2 separate regions of the Drosophila melanogaster genome follow, and region 1 is linked to region 2. The links are chromatin contacts, called in public Hi-C maps. All regions are on one chromosome and are shown on one strand. Each heading gives the region's core, a stretch centred on a gene start, on an enhancer-like site or on the middle of the called end of the contact. The rest is flanking DNA. Distances are from core to core; before and after follow the strand shown.

Region 1 (5,370 bases), core at 2,360-4,859, 240 kb before region 2:
TTAGCCGCTACCAAGGCTTCTGGTGGCAGCCACATTCCAATGACGGTATCTACCGCATTGTCTACGAGGAGGTGGATGAATCTGAGGTCTCCGTGTACACGTTTCCATCATCAACGGCAATGCACGGCAGGGTAGACGAGTACCGCTTTCCCCGCACCGGTAGCCCAAACGCCAAGTCCAAGCTCAAGCTGGTTCAGTTCGTACTGAACGAGGCACTGCAGGTCAGCGAAATTGCCATCAAGGATCTGCCCTACTCCCTGTTGGCTGTTTTTAGCTGGTTAGAGTACATTGTACGTGTCGGCTGGACACCGGATGCTAAATAGTAAGTATACCCCTGAATGTGAAACATGTTGCAACCAAATAATTCTGAAATATCTAATAATAAGAAAAAGTTCTTTCGCCTCTATGGAAGCTTGCCAGAAGTTAAATTATAATTGACTGTGCATTCTTTTCACTTGCCAGCGTATGGGTTCAAGGACTGGATCGAAAGCAGCAGCGGCTGGACGTAATCCTTATTCCACTGGACAACTTCTGCGAGTCCTACAGCAGTCAGGTTTCAACGCCGACCGACTCAATAGGCGACCACAGCTGGCGCAGCCTGTACAGTCGCACAATCACGCCACTGCAGGTTATATACACGGAACGCTCGGATAGCTGGATTAATGTGCATGATATGCTTCACTTCCTGGATCTGACGGAAACAAGCGTCACCTTCTTGTGGGCATCTGAGGAGACTGGTTTTCGTCACCTTTATTTGGTGACCGCCAGCTTGTTGTTGAGCCAAGCAAATGGACAGCCAGATCCCGGATCCGTTGGCGCGCAGCCCAGTTTCGTGGATCTATCGGCACTGCAACCGCGCATCCTCAACAAGGTGGCCTTGACCAGCGGAGAGTGGGAGGTGCTGGCCAGGAATCTCTGGGTGGACAAGGCCAACAAGCTGGTGTACTTTGTGGGACTTCGAGATACGCCGCTAGAAAAACACCTGTACGTTGTGAGTCTGGAGCGGCCCGAACACATTCGCCTGCTAACGGAGCCAGGTTACTCATACCTCGTGGAATTCGATGATGTACGTATGATCACTGTCATTATCTAGCTAAAGTGAAAATATAATATTGTGCCCAAATAAGTATGCTATAATTTAGCATTTTAACGATCTTTTCCCAATTTTCTCACAGCAATGCAAGTTGATGCTGCTCGTTTACTGCAACATACAGCGGCTGCCCAGTTGCAAGGTGATGCGCGTTAACCAGACATGCTCGAACGGTGGAGTCAACGGCATTCAGATTTCACTTGTTGGCTATCTCCACGAAGGCGGAAAGCCGGAGCCGCAGTACTGTCCGCAAATTTTCTCGCCGCAGTTGCCGTCGGGAGATATCGTGTATGCCATGGTTTTCAAGCCGCACAATTTTGAGTTGGGTGTCAAGTATCCCACGGTGCTCAATGTTTACGGAGGACCCGAGGTGCAGACCGTGAACAACACATTTAAGGTAGGTTTCACAAAATACAGAGTTCTTTGTCTAACTTCGATGTAATTCTGTATTTTCTTAGGGAAAACATCAATTGCGGATGCATATGCTGGCCGCGCAGGGATATTGTGTCATCTGCATCGACTCTCGAGGATCGCGGCATCGAGGCAAGCGATTCGAAAGTCACATCCGTGGTCGGATGGGTCAGGTGGAGCTGACGGATCAGGTGGATGCGCTGCGGAGCTTGTCTGACCAGTTGGGCTACATTGACATGGATCGCGTGGCCATTCACGGGTGGTCATACGGTAAGTTATCTCGAGATAGGTGATTGACATTGTTATAGTGGGGTATTTCCCACAACTCTGCATACTATTTAATCTAATCAACAAGCAAGTCATTCTGAACTTGCAAGTACACAGACAGAATGAAGATGCCTTATCGGTTTATGAACGTTAAATTAATGCACTATAATGGTTACTTTCAATTGAGGGAACTGGGTAAAGGTAAAGGCATTGCAATAATTTCCATATGGTTGTCATTTCAACAGGGGGCTATCTTAGCCTGATGGGCCTGGTTCAGTATCCGAAAATCTTTAAAGTGGCCATTGCCGGAGCGCCGGTCACCAACTGGGAGTATTACGATACGGGCTACACGGAACGATACATGGATATGCCGCAAAATAACGAGGCCGGTTACTCAGCCGGTTCGGTGCTCGAATACGTAAACTCTTTTCCCGAAGAGTGAGTTCTTAAGCTGGTTCTTAAATTGTCAAATTTTCGAAACATTCATGTTTTCTTTTGTTCAGGGACAAACGCCTGCTGCTCATACACGGCCTGATCGACGAGAACGTGCACTTCTGCCACACCTCGCGTCTGATCAGTGCTTTGAACAAGGCAAACAAGCCGTACGAGGTGCATCTGTTCCCCGAGGAGCGGCATTCGTTGCGTAATCTGGAATCGAATAAAAACTACGAAACTAAATTACTGTCATTCTTGCAAAACTTATGAGATTCGTAAATGTCAACAGCCGAAACAAGATCGCCTGCTTAGGCAGTAAAACTAGACCCGCCCCACGCCCTCGTCCCTTTGCAATAGTTTTTTACATCATTGTCTTTGTTTTTATTTGAATTTTTGTTGTTCGAACTATTGTTTTTATTCGATAAAGAAAATGAGAGAAAACGAAATTTGTATCATATTTTTAGCATACTTAATTTATAAACGTACGCAGTTGTAAGTATAATGGAAAGTTGAATGAATGAAAGTTTACCTGCCACCCAATATTAGACTTCAGATCAAGACCAAGCAGCTTATTGTAATTAATTTATACTTAATGTTCTACAACACACGTCATATACTCTTAACTATGTTTTAATTGTGTTTGATATCCGCAAATGTACATTTTTCCTATCAGTAATTATAAGTTGTGTTTTAGTGCGTATGTACGAGTATGAGTGACTGTATGCGTGTTTTCCACAGAAACGGAAAAAAAAAACCTTAAACTTGTCATGCCTTTGGGGCAGGCCATCAATTAATGTTAGTTCTACGCATGCATATATATATATATATATATATATATTATATATCTCTTCGATAAACCTGACGCAAGTCGTATGCATACTTGATTGAGTTCTTAGAAACCCGCGTTTGGCTGAAGCAACAAAAACTGAATTAAATTTAATATTAATTATGCCTATATATAATCATTAGTTTTACAACTGATACAAGCAAACGTATATATACATATATTTTGTTTAACATTTAAATAAACAGTTGTGTGTAAAAGCAGGTGTTTTACTTTTCTCTCTTGTTTGGATTGATGGGGATTTTTGGGCACTGTTCAATTAATTAAATAAATATATTTAAACAAATTCCTTTCTGTCAGCTGCTCGAGGCTACTTTGATGAGTTTCTTAGTTCCATAAATTTGCAATTGCATATTTAAGCAAACTGCCCAAATAGTTCAATTCACATGTTTTGAACTTCAGACATTTAAATTAGCCGCGCTCTGGAAGACTACCCCCAATGCCTACCTTCACCACAGAGGTGTATTCCAGTCGATTTCCGTTAGGCGACCGAACGCCGCGGTACGGTCACACTGCAGGCCGCATCTGCATCTGGCATCTGGCGGTGTTTTTTTGATTTTTTACTCAGTGCTCTCTATCCCTCCGGCCAAGCGCCATAACTCCACAAAACTCGATCCGGAATTATATTGTGAGTTTGTGTGAATGTCTAGGCTTGATCGAGTCGACAATATCGGCAGTAGCGAACGACTCAAGTTCTAGCCAACACAAAGACCACATTCTGCAAGGAATCCGCTAGCGAGGATCTTGCTGAAACCAAGTGGAAGTGGAGGAGACGAGGACTCCAGGCGCCGCGCACAAGAACACAAACAACAAACGACGAGTGCGCTCACACGCAAACACGCATTCAAAATGGCGCCCACAAAAGCAACAACGCGCGCGGCCATCACAAGCGGGCATCATCAGCTGCAGCAGGCAGTGAATCCCATCCTGGGAGCCCTGGGAGCTGCCACTAGGAAGGGACTGACTCGGAGGGCGGCTGCCACGGGAAACATCGATCCGAATGTGGAGAATATGCAGACGCGCGCCAAACGCAAGGCCGACCACAGTCCAATTAAAAATGACAAAATCAAGCGCTCGGCGCTGGGTAACCTGACCAACAATGTTAAGATCATGACACTGCATCCGGCACAGGATGAGGAGCAGTCGGGCGTGGGCAAAAAGCCAACGGCCCAGCAGCTGCAGGCCCTGATGGATGCTAAGAAACAGGAGAATCTCAGCGTAAATGTCTTTGGCGCCAGTAAGATGACTACGCGCGCCTCCAGTAAAGTGGAGGATTCGGTGGAGAACTGCCACAAAGTGCTCGATAAGCTGGAAGAGGCGTTGGCCAGGCCCAAACCGCGCCCCAAGGCAGTGCCTGCCGCAAAAAAGACCGTTTTGGGGGAGGTTCAGCTACCGGCCATGCCAAATCCTATGCAGATTCCCGTTTTACTGCCGCCCACGCACAATCTGGCTGCTCCCCAGGTTGCCGCCGTCAAGCCAGTTCGTCGGATCTCCAATGACTTCAACAAGACTGAGGACAGCCTGTACATGTCCGCGCTGGAGGATGTCTCCAGTTGCGACTCCATGCGGCTGTCTGGAAACTTTGAGGCGGCGCGACGTCGCTCCGCCAAGTTGCAGCAAAAGACTGAGCAGCAGCCACAGCCGCTGTTGCTGACACTCCCAGAGACTGCTCCAAGCCAGGTGGTGCCCATTCCGCCAGTGCCCGAGGAAGTAGAGGACTTCGACCGCAAGAACTGGGACGATCCCTTCCAGGTGTCCCACTACGCCATGGATATATTCAACTACCTCAAAGTGCGCGAAGCGGAATTCCCCATTGCCGACTATATGCCCAGGCAGATCCATCTGACCACCTGGATGCGCACCCTGTTGGTCGACTGGATGGTGGAGGTGCAGGAAACGTTCGAGCTGAACCACGAGACTCTGTACCTAGCGGTTAAGATCGTCGATCTGTATCTCTGCCGCGAGGTGATCAACAAAGAGAAGCTGCAACTTCTGGGCGCCGCTGCCTTCTTTATTGCCTGCAAGTACGATGAGCGACAGCCGCCGCTTATAGAGGATTTTTTGTATATCTGCGATGGTGCTTATAATCACGACGAGCTGGTGCGAATGGAGCGGGAGACGCTGCGCGTTATCAAGTACGATCTGGGCATCCCGCTCTCGTACCGTTTCCTGCGCCGCTATGCCCGATGCGCCAAGGTGCCTATGCCCACGCTGACCCTGGCTCGATACATCCTGGAATTGTCGCTCATGGATTACGCCAATATTTCGTTCAGTGACTCGCAGATGGCTTCGGCCGCACTGTTCATGGCACTGCGTATGCACG
Region 2 (4,943 bases), core at 2,095-4,594:
ACATCGTTGGCAAAATTATCATCAAAAGCTCAAGCTAAATCAACCTACCTAATGTAGGCCCACAGAGCCAGCGTTAGAAGCGCCACACCCATAACCAGGTTGCAGAAGTTGGCGAACGTATAGAGACCCACCAATCCAAAGATGCCGCTAAGGATGTACATGATGACGGCGCAGGCGAAGTACACCGCCGGTGTCCGTGCTGCCTTAAAGATGTTCTTGCTCTCGTTGTGTGCTTGGTAGTTGGTGAAGACCTCCTCAAGATCATCTTCCAGTTGCTTGCGGAATTTCTCGGTGAACTCCTCACCACCCATCTTGCGCTTGGCGGCGAACTGGAACAGTGCCTTGTCCTTCACCCGCAGGTGCTCCGTCTGGAGATGGGCGGTGCTTAAGTACGGCCGCGTTCCACCGCACACCTCCTCCATGAGCTGTCCGTACAGCTCCTTGGCGGCGGCCACGGCAGTCAAATGGTTAGCCTCTGCGGTGGCCACCAGCATGCTCTTCGGCTCGGGCAGCTCGTTGCCCTTGTAGATGTTCATGTACGATTGGAAGTACTGGATGAGATCGCGGGCCCGCACCCGCTGTCCGCTGATCTCCTTGTAGACAAGGTTGTCCGGTGCCAGCAGCATGGGCACCAGGGAGCGCAGGCTACTCTTAAACTCGGGCGTGATGTCCTGCAGCCGACCGTCAAATTTAGGATTGGTGGCCACATTGAGACCTGGATGGGGCATCAGGAAGCAGGCCACCTCCGTGAAACAGGACGAAATGTGGCGACGCAGGGACTGTAGTTCTGGGTGCTGTTTGTCGGACACCTCCAGACGTCGTTTCAGAATCTTATCCCCGCCCAGTGCACCATATTCCGCCTCGTAGGGAAAGCTCCAGTCCCGGACGAGGAACTGCAGACGCTGGAACGGCTTTTTGCCGGTGTCGGCCAGCGCGAGGCGACCATACTCAGTGAAGAGCTGCAGGTGCTGCAGGTCGTCCTCCTGGATGTTCTGTGACAGGTTGTATATCTGCACCGAGGACAGCATTGTGCTCAACGCAAAAACGGTGGCACAATCGCGCACCGTGCTCTGGCTGTCGAAGGCGCCCTGTGTGTCCAGCAGAATGATGGCTATCTTGTCGCCGTTGGGATAGTCGTGCAGGAATATGTCGGACCACATGAGAATGCCGGTGGTGTCGCGCTCAGATCCGCCGCGCCAGGAGAAACCCTCCAGCGGATCTGATTCGCCTCCCAGCCAGTCTGTCGCATCGTGATGCACATACTAAAATGTTCAAAAGAGTGTGGTAAATGGAAGATGCTTGCAGTGGCAGCAATTTCAAGACTCACCTTTGAATACATATAGCGCAGAAAAAAGTCCAGCAGGAAGCTCTTGCCCTTTCGGAAGGCTCCAGCCACGGAGACAACGCAGACGAACCGATCCTTGACCTCATCCCGCATTAGGACCTCACTCAGCGCATCCTCGTTGAGCACAAATGTGTGCTCCTCGGAGGCGTTGATCACCTGCACTGCCGATCCGCCCATTATGGTGTTTGGAATCCTTGTCTGCTATTCCGTTTGCTGTCTCTGTTTTACCGGCTATTTTTGCCTCCGTTGGGAAATTCTTTCTTATTAATCTTTTGGATTTCGACCTGTCAACTGCAAGCATAAACAGACAGCTAGATAAGTATGGAGAAAATGTCTGCTCTGTTTTTCAGCGATTTTTCCATTTCCGGCAAAGGGAAAATTTGCGAGTCTAGGCCAACATTTAATTGCGCAAGCCTCTGCGCCGTGAGTTCATTTAAATTTGGCACAGCCACGAGACACGAGCGACGGACAGAAAGGCCTGCAATTATGAGAGGTGGCCAAAAATAAACCCAAACATGCGCTGCTCCCCGATCGCAGAAGATGTCAACGTCAACCGAAGGGGCAGTGGGGCACTATGTAAGCGGATTGTTCAGGTGCGTGGGATATATGTACATATGTATGTATGTACCAATCTATCCGAGGAATGGTACTTGGTAGATGTGTAATCAATCAGTAATCAATGTTTAGATACAACCTTACCATTCAATTAGCATATGGCAATCTGGTTTTCAAACTATAGTTGTTGCTTATAAAATCAACTGTTTTTAGGAACAAACTAAACAGATTCGGCTGAAGACACAAGTATACAATTTAAAGGCATATGGTTTTGATTGTCACTTTAGAAACTACGGCTACTAAATGATAAGAAAACCGGTTTATTACTACTACTACTGACTAAACTTTCAACATTAAAACAGATTTCACGGTGTATTTTACAGCCCATATGGAGAAAACATATTCAATTATTTCAGATACTCAAAATAACTTGGAAAGAAATTCATCGGAAACCGGTCTTTCGGTGATTTTATTGACCTTATTAAAGTTCTTGATTGATGTGTTGTTTTTTTGCAACACGATCACTTATTCATTTGTTCCTTTTGGGTTTTATCACACCAAATGGCGAATGTGTACTCAAAGGGTTTCCAAATCGGGTTAAACGAATTCAGCACAGTTGACTGTTCGTATGTAAGCCGTAGGAAGGGAACACATTAAAATTAATTTCGTTAGCTGCGTTGTGATGACGTCGACAACTTTTGTCGCGCTACGCAGTTTGACCACTTGAATTCTAATTAGAAACGCAGCCAAAACAAGTGAAGAACATACCACATTAAGACAAGAGATCGGTGGGGAATTATGCCACACTCCCGATTATACAGGCCACATAAAAGTTATGCTTGCGTCTAATTGAGTCCGATTCGGATGCGGAATGGGAATATGAATATAAATACACGACCAGCGCGACCGTCAACCAAATCAAACTGCAAGCACAACACGCAAGTCACCAATGAATCGGCTACCTCAAAAAGAGAGCGAAGCGGTACTCTCTCTTTTCCGATCAACTCTCATTTGCCGTCGCCACATGGCAAAATAGGAATAGACACCGTGGTGGAAGGGAGGTGGGTAATGCAATTGGTCCGGCGGCAGCTGCAACGTTAGCAAAATCGCGTCTGTCCAATTAACACATTGCCACTTAATTAAGACCAACTGTTGTCCGAGACTTTGGCGCGCTGAATGGGAATTTAAAATTCAAAATAACAATCACATCTGGCAATGCCGTTTGGAACCAGGCTTGTCCAGCAGGTGTGTGAGCGGTGCCGCCAGATACGGACGATCTTCGCAACACACCAGTTGTCCCACTTACACTTGCAGCTTTTGCAACTAGCGGGCGATGTAAACAAAGGTGTTGGAGAGTAACAGCAACAGTTGTGCGGCCTGCGTCGACGTCGGCAGAGCGATTAGTCAACTGGAAATGGAAACACGGTTGCCGAGAGCAACAACAACGGCAGTGGAAGAAGAAGCAGCAGCAGAAGCGCTTGGAAAATGTTGAGCGGGGAAAAAGAATAAAAGTTTTTAATTTGCCTAAATTGGCTGCCCGTGAAAAGTGTTTAATTGGCAGTCCTAGCCCCCAAAGAAGCAACAGAAAGCCCAGGCGGATATCAGTCATCCGGCGTGCAGGAGCTTAGCTGCTCATTCGAGATTTGCAAGCCATGGAATGCGGTTCACACAGCGGACACCGCCCAATTCCGATTTGGCTTTCGAGCTGCCTCGTGGCCATGTGCTTGGGCCTTCCGCTAGGAGCAGCTGTCCCCCAGGAAGCACCTGCCTACTACTACGTTGGTTGCTACACGGCACGAACGGATCTTCTCCATGAATCGGTGTACGCCAAGACACCGCAGACCTGCATCGAGATCTGCGAGCATCAGGGTCACCACTATGCCGTGCTGGCCTCCGAGAAGTGCTTCTGTGCAAATGTCCTGGAGCCGCAGGAGCAACAGGATGAACAGCTCTGCAACACTCGCTGCCTGGCCAACAAAGCGCAGTATTGTGGCGGAGTTGGTGTGCACTCGTACTACTCCACCATACTGACCAAACAACCGGGTCCGCATCATCTAAGAATCTCGAACAAAACGGAGAACAGCCTGACCCTTAGCTGGAATGCGTACGAGGCGAGGAAACTACTCCTGGCCGGCGGCGCGGAGGCAGTGCTTCCCAACCAGCTACTGGACAACTTCCTGATCAAAGCTCAGGTCCTGAAGACCTACTCCTCGTTGCCCGCCTTCCCGCAGCCTGAGTTTATGGTGCAGAGCACGGAAACGCAGTTTGAACTCACAGACTTGCATCCCGCCACGCTGTACAACATATCCGTGAGAGCCATGTGCAAGGATGCCCAAGTAGGTCAATCTGAATGCGGACAGGCCTCGATAGAAGCCACCACGGAGGTTGGTAATGCTTGAATTCTAACGAGAATCCTAACCAATAACATTACTACTCCAAATTTCAGGTGGGCCTTCCAAGTCCCGTGCCAGCACAGCCGAAAATCCTCAGCCGGACTGACCGCACTGTAACCATCGAGTTGTCGCCCATTCGGAATGACAATGGACCGCTGAGCAAACTGCTCGTCATCGTGGAATACGTGGACAACGCCCTGAGTCAGCCATTCGATGCCCAGCTCCTGGGCAGCTGGCAGCAGGCTCAACAAGATGGAGTGCCCTACTACATAGCCGCCGAATTGGACTACGATCGACCGGAGGACAATCGCACCCGGCGCTTTGTGGTCGGCGATGGCAAGCGTTACGGACGATTTACCAATAAGCCGTTGGATCAACCAGATGCACATGTCCACATCAGTCTCGGATTGGTGAGTAATGCATTAAATTCGAATGAATATCTCTGTAACTATTTATATTCTAGGTGAGCACACTGGAGGGCGTTACCAAGACGATGTACAGTCGTGGAACTCACGACCAGCATGTGACATCCCTAGACGACTTTAGTTACGCCACCTTTGAGAAGGGTCAATCCTCGGTGGTTGCCCTAGCTGTCACCTGTGTGATCTTCGGCTCCTGCCTCCTGCTCAGTCTTATTGCCTACTTCTATC

The links. Hi-C and Micro-C count contacts between places; a contact is called where the count stands out from the background.
Region 1: a contact with region 2 is called in a Hi-C map of the Kc167 cell line, with 1.9 times the contacts expected there. The contact joins the promoter of CycB3 here to the promoter of Wsck in region 2. A contact is called at or near these places in 20 of 107 Hi-C or Micro-C datasets (the D17-c3 cell line, the Kc167 cell line, the ML-DmBG3-c2 cell line and 6 more) and 1 of 6 datasets of contacts at active chromatin or transcription factors (the Kc167 cell line).

Annotation. Positions count from the first base shown.
Region 1 is chr3R:24,869,055-24,874,424 of dm6, reverse strand. It overlaps CycB3 (Cyclin B3), which reads left to right and starts at 3,609. Exons shown (of 1, transcript NM_001276005.1): 1 at 3,609-5,370. The coding sequence starts at 3,897. CG3744 reads left to right here. Exons shown (of 9, transcript NM_170177.3): 4 at 1-322; 5 at 463-1,066; 6 at 1,176-1,487; 7 at 1,549-1,771; 8 at 2,014-2,206; 9 at 2,272-3,223. The coding sequence ends at 2,473.
Region 2 is chr3R:24,628,476-24,633,418 of dm6, reverse strand. It overlaps Wsck (wsck), which reads left to right and starts at 3,344. Exons shown (of 3, transcript NM_170155.2): 1 at 3,344-4,284; 2 at 4,347-4,703; 3 at 4,757-4,943. The coding sequence starts at 3,553. atl (atlastin) reads right to left here. Exons shown (of 5, transcript NM_143017.3): 2 at 1,328-1,636; 3 at 49-1,262. The coding sequence starts at 1,522.